Linked DNA regions of Mus musculus: region 1 is linked to region 2. Evidence: chromatin contacts called from public Hi-C data. All regions are on one chromosome and are shown on one strand. The core of a region is the stretch at or near the end of the contact, and the rest is flanking DNA. Distances in the headings are between cores, read along the strand shown.

Region 1 (3,328 bases), core at 271-2,770, 100 kb after region 2:
GTGTTCTCACCAGAAAGAACACCAGAGGACTTATTTTCTACCTCTGTGTGAGGACTATTGGTCAAGAAGAGCCCCCACCCCCACCCCCACCCATTACCTACTCTTTGACAAACATCGTTCAACATTCAATTAACACAAGGCTAGTATCTCCCAGAAACTATGCCAGGCACTAGGGCCCAGCTATCAATGAAGCCAGTTAATCTCTGTTCTCACACAGCTTCCCACACAGCAGGGATTATAGTCACCATAGCATGGACTACAGATAACGCTGGATGGACATTACAGAACGGCCCTGTCAATAGAGAAAAGAAAGGTTTCTCCCGCTTCCCCACTTAGTTCTCTCTCTTAGGCACTATCTAGCCCATTCTCCTGAGTGGGTTTATTTTGGAAGAACTCAGAAACTCTTTGCACTGCTTACTCCATGGTGATGGTTTACTCCAAATGTCCTCAAAGCTGCTTAAATAAATAAATAAATAAGTTAATTTCAGGGCTGAAGAGAAGGCTACATTGGTAAATCACTTGTTTGGGAGTACAAGGACCTAATTTGTATCACCAGAACCCATTTGAAGAAGCCAGGTGTGGATACATTGTGACCCTCATACCAGAGAGGTAAATACAGGATCCCTTGGACTCCCTGGCCTGCCAGCCTAGACTACTTGGTGTGTTCCCAGACACTGAGAAACACTGTCTCAAAACAAAAACAACAAAAACAAAACAAAACAAAAAAAACTGGTATCCTCTGGCATCCACATGCGTACACATACATGGGCACCAAGACCTGCTCAGACAAATATGTACATTCCAGTCCACGAGTAACCATATCCTTCAATTTCACTTATTTTACTTATTACTTCATTCTGCCTTGTTGTGTTTAAACAACATCCTCTGAATTCATTCACCTGCCTCCGCTGTCCGCTCACTCGGGAGCAAATAGTCCCTCTTTGGTGTCTCTGTTCTCAGAGCCTGCCCCCCTCCCTTCATCGCTTGGTTCCCCATGGACCACTTCCAGCCTCATTAGATCATTTTGAGGCTATCTTTACCTGAATCTGCCCACCTCCTCGCTCTGTCCGGGAGCAACCCTTCCCTGCCTGCCGCTACAGGCCCAAGAAGGCCACATTCCCAGTGCCCGCCCTTCCAGGGCAGGCCCCCCTCACCAACACATGCCTTGTGCTCAGACTTCATGGTTTTCAAAGCTCTTTTATAAAGGTTTTCCTCCTTTGATAGACTTTTGAGAAGTAAGCAAGACAGATTCTAGCATTCCTGTGATACAGGAAACACAGACCCAGACTTAACTAATGCTGTGCGTTAATTGCACTGTGTCATAAACTGTTCCGACAAGTGAGAGAATTAAACTCTAGTTCCTAAGTTATACTGGTCCCATGGTCCCCCATCTAAAGCTTCGCACTCCATCTCTCACTAGCTGCACCAGAGCAATAGCCACCTCCTTCTCTTGGGTTCAGAGTAAAAACCACGCCCTCCACGCCTACGTGCTGGACCTTCTTCCCCAAGTTCCTCCATTCCTGGTGGTGAGTCATTTCAGCCTTTGCTGCTACTGCGCAGAGTATTAACCAAGCACCAAGCCATGCCTAAGAGAGTGTATGATGCACTTTGAAAAACTGTTAAAGACAAAAACCAACTTGTTTTCCGTCTGGTCGTTGTCTTTCACTGTTCTGGTACTCATGTACCCTGTACTCTTTATTACAGCTGCTCCTGCCCCTGCCCCTGCCCCTGCCCCTGCCCCTGCCCCTGCCCCTGCCCCTGCCCCTGCCCCTGCCCCTGCCCCTGCCCCTGCTCCTGCTAATATGTCACTAGCTTTCCCGGCTGACTTCAAACTCCTAAGCTCAAGCAACTTCCCAATCTTGAGGGGCTTCCCTGGAGACCTGGGACTACATTTGCTTGCCACTAAACCCCACTAAGATATCCTTTAAGACCTGACGTTAGGGGTCAACAAGATGGGTTAGAATATAAAGCTGTTTGCCACCAAGCCAGATAGCATGAGTTCAATCTCTTGGATCAAGTCTCTCAAGTCTCTGATCTTTGCAAACATAATGTGGCACATGTACACCCGTGAATAATTAATAAATAAATAAATAAATACATACATAAATAAATAAATGTGATTTTTTAAGCATTTAAAGCCATCTGGACAAGGTAGACACACCTTTGATCACAGCACTCTGGGAGTGTGAGACTAGCCTGCTCTACATAGCAAGTTCTAAACCAGCCAGGGCAACATAGTGAGACCATGTCTCAAATTTTTTTTATTTGAAAAAAAATGTTTAAGGCCTGATTTTTAGGCCAAATTTCTTATAAACAATCTCAGCCATTCCAATTCAGAGGGCAGGCGCCTGCTTCCTACCATTGTTTTCAAAGGCTACTTTTTGTATACACAAAATACAGAGTTTCCCATTGTCCAAGAGTGTGACCTCATCTCTTATGACAGAGCTAGACAGACCCAGCAGTACTTAACCCCAAAGAGACTGAGGGTGTGAGAAACATGGGGTAGGTAATCTAAAGTTGGGCCAGGCTTGAAAACTGAGTGGGAGGGCTGGAGAGATGGCTCAGCAGTAAAGAGCACTGGCTGTTCTCCCAGACGACCTCAGTTCAATTCCCAGCATGCCCATGGTGGTCCACAACTGTCTGTAACTCCAGTTCCAGGGGCTCCTATGGCCTCTCATGGCCTCCAAAGACATCAGGCATATATACATGGTACACAGAAAACACATGCAATCAAAACACCAAAACACATAAAATAAAATAAACTGAGTCAGGCCAATTGAGAGGGTAAAGAAGGGAAAGCAGTTTATGCACAAAGGGCGGTGTGCATGCTTACACACAGTGCAAGAAGCTGAGGGGCGATGAGAGCTCAGTATGGCACAAGGGCAGGTTGGGTGGGACAGCACTTGGAGACAAGCTTGCAGAAGAGCCTATGGCAAAGGGGGAAGGACTTGAGTGGCCTGCAGAGGTAATAACTGTGTACTCAAGGAAACAGCCGTCCTTGAAGCATTCTCACATGATACGGTCACATTTGTGAGAACATTCTAGATGCAGAAAAGAACTTTTGGCACTGAAAGGGAGCAAAAACAAGTTTTAGGACTTAAAAATACAAACAATAATGTGAAAGCTGTCTCAAGTCCAGTACTATTTTCATTCACTGGTTAGGAACCGATTGGTTTATGACTTCAGTTTGAAAACATGCATTGATCACGTGCATTAGAGAAAACATAGCCTCTATCCAATGGTCAAATGCGTATGAATTCATGTAGGGAACCAGTCTTAGTGTTGGAGAACTTAGAATAAACACTGGATACTGAGGTCCTGGATACAA
Region 2 (3,124 bases), core at 32-2,531:
ATGCGCCCAGAGAAGATTGAAGTTTACAAAGGAAAAAGGAAGAAACTCCCCCACTATTTGCTTAGTGAGCTGGGTCAGCCCAACTAGTGCCAAAACCCACGTACTTGGCCCATGTTGCTATGTTTGCAAAACAGGCCCATGTTCCAAGAGAGACCAGAGGCCTATACACAGCCAGCCAGATCTCTCTTCAGGCTGCTCTCTGGCCTACTTCAAAGTCCCTTGGATCCCCAAAGTCTGTAGCTTTGTTTCTTGGGCCTGGAAGGCTGAAGCTCAGAGAGGTGGAGCACAGGAGATCTTTCTGCACATTGGCTAGGCTTCACTCTTCCCTGTTCTTCCAAGTTCCCCAGCCTCCCTCCTCCACTTCCTCCTCCTCCCCCTCATCTCTTCCCTCCCTCCTCCTCTGCCTCCTCCTCCACTGTATAAACTCCAAGAGTCAGGATGGCTGATCAGCCTATATCACCTCGAAGAAACCTTCCCTGGTCCTGAGATAGGGTCAGTGCTCTTTCCCAAGGGCCCCACAACACCTTGTCTGTGTCACATGGTATTACTAATCTGGCCATAGTTAGTCTTCCATAGTCATCTCAAAAGCAGAGACTCTCTTGCTGTGGCATCCTCAAGTCACTCTCTCAGTAAAAGAGTCAGTAAGTACCCTTTCTGGCCTCCTATGAGCCACCCTGGGACCTGTTCCCAATTCAGATAGAGAATTTCTCCCAGAAAGAGAAAGGCATACTGGCAGTTGTGCTGTGTTATGTTGTGTTGTGTTATTCTGTTGGGTTGTGCTCCGCCCTGTCTGTCTAGCCCAGTCTCCCATATATCTCAGCCACATGGAAGCAAACTCCAAGCTTTTTCTCACTAGCCTGTCCACTGCTTTTCTCACCATCTCCTTGGTGCCCCCAACCTCTCACCCTTCCTAGGCAACCTTTGAAGAAACAGTCCAACTTCTTCCACACAGAAACCGACCTAACCCTCCCACCCATTCCTCCCCTCCCACTGAGTAGAAACCTGTTGTCACAGACCCATGAACCCCTTTGCCATGCTTACCTCTGACCTCCTCACACTGACTCCGAAGGTCAACCCCAGATCTCAGCTACAGGAGCAGCCCCTGCCTTCATCATCCCCACCCCTAGTCCCTAATGCAGTGCTTGGCACGCTATCACAGCTGTCAGGAAGAGCTTGCTGAGTTAATTCATTCACTAGCACGCAGAAGATAATAATAGCATTCGATGTCACCGGCAGAGTGAGTGCAAAGATTCCAGCAGAAGCTATGCACAAAGAGGAAGAGACCATAGCTGTAGGCTGCAGTGACTTGTGAGGGGGAGGAGAGAGAGATGTAATGGAGGGACAAGATAATTAGCAACAAGACAGAAGGATGGAGGACAGCCTAGGGCAGCAGGGGAAATGAGAAAAAATACAATCTATATCCATATATTCTACCCTGGAAAGGGATAGGAGAGGGACCCTGAAAGAGTTAGTGGGTTAGTGGGAAAGAAAAAGTGTGGATTTGATCAAAATAAAGTCCATTGATACATGATGGAAAAATAACACTAAAACAAAAACTTGGGAAAACCCAACCATGCCTTTAAATCAAGTCAGATCCAGGTCTATTCTGGCTTAAAATGCCAGTGTCATCTCAGTGTTTATGAAAATCCTGGAACATTTTATCCAACCCTGTGAGGCCCATGCATGCATCCCAGCTCTCAAACTCTGGAAAAGGGGAAACTGAGTCCCACGGTAACTTTTATAGGAACGTTATTTTTTTAATAAGCAGATTTATGTACTATTTTTGCTACAAACTTACCTGCCTTTGGTTTGAAATCCTTAGTACACCTTTCCAGAGCTGCTTTCTCATGCAAACAAAGCCCCAGGGGCCTCTGTTGTATAACACAGGCGAGGCTTTTGTTTGTTTGCGTTTCCCCCACAGTGACCCATTTTTAAACTGCCCTATTTAATGCTGTAGGAACCTATTCTGGGATTGTTTATCTTCTAAATTGTTATGGAACCTTAATGTTATACTCTTCAAATGAGATCCACTGAGAACCAGGAGAAGAAGGGGGACTTGTTTTTCCTTTTGCTAGCTGCTGTGGCCCAGCTTCAGGCCCATCCCTGGGCCACGGGTCATCTGGAAACATTTCTGCCTACACAGAACATATGGTCTGAGAAAAGAAGGGGGGTGTACTCAATAGCAGGTAATTATTTTGAGCCAGGCACTGCCCTGATTACTGAATCTTACTTTCTCCCAAGATCATAAGCAGTAAATATTGTTACTTTCACCTTATAATCAAGAAAACTGTGGCTGAGAGACCAAGGGCTCACCCAGGTCTAGCCACAGGTCAGAATAGGAACCATCCCCCCCACTGTGCTGTACAAAAAAATGGGAGGAGCCACACAGTAAAGGGAAACCACTTCTGATTGCCAGGAGAGAGGTGACCTCAGTTCCCTAACACATCCCTTGCTTCCACTGGGCATGGCGGTTGTAACCGATGTGGTCCAAGCATTTTCCTACAATCCTATTCCCTATAACAACCCGCGGGGAGGTGATTCAAGTCCACCTTGCAGTGAGGGGTCTTTAGAAATGCCCAGAGAGAGTAATTAATCCATGCTGGGTCCCATAGAGGCAGAATTAATGTTTCAACTTCTTCTGGGTTTGTGCAAAGCCTTCTCCAACTCTCCTATACCCTTAAAAGAAGCAATGGGCATGAAGCTATTCAGTTGATCACTATAGTTCTGGGAGGATCATGAAGAAAGAACCTCACAGACAGTACTCAGCAGAGAAGGGCTGGTCCTGAGGTAGGAAGCCATCAACCAAGGAGTACGCATGGCTCCAGCTGCATATGTAGCAAAGAATGGCCTTGTCGTGCATCAATGAGAGGAGAGGTCCTTGGTCCTATGAAGGCTCAATAGATGCCCCAGTGTAGGGGAATCAAGGGTGGGGAGGTAGGAGTGAGTAGGTGGATAGAGGAACGCCCCCATAGAAGCAGGGGGAGGGAGGATGGGATAGGGGGTTTCTTTGAGGTAGGGAAACCGGGAAAGGGGATAACATTTGAAATGTAAATAAAGAAAACATCCAAGAAAAAAGAAAAAAAGAAATATGTGCACAAATTTCAGTTTCCAAGAAGGTTGACAA

Evidence for each region. Hi-C and Micro-C count contacts between places; a contact is called where the count stands out from the background.
Region 1: a contact with region 2 is called in a Hi-C map of uterus, with 1.8 times the contacts expected there. A contact is called at or near these places in 6 of 484 Hi-C or Micro-C datasets (brown adipocytes, liver, nephron progenitors and 2 more) and 2 of 130 datasets of targeted methods (the NIH/3T3 cell line and embryonic fibroblasts).

What each region holds. Positions count from the first base shown.
Region 1 is chr19:36,791,266-36,794,593 of GRCm38.p6, forward strand. No RefSeq gene overlaps it. Among named protein-coding and RNA genes, the nearest start is that of Tnks2, 41 kb to the right of the region's middle.
Region 2 is chr19:36,688,198-36,691,321 of GRCm38.p6, forward strand. It overlaps Hectd2os (Hectd2, opposite strand), which reads right to left and starts at 1,282. Exons shown (of 5, transcript NR_033510.1): 1 at 1,042-1,282.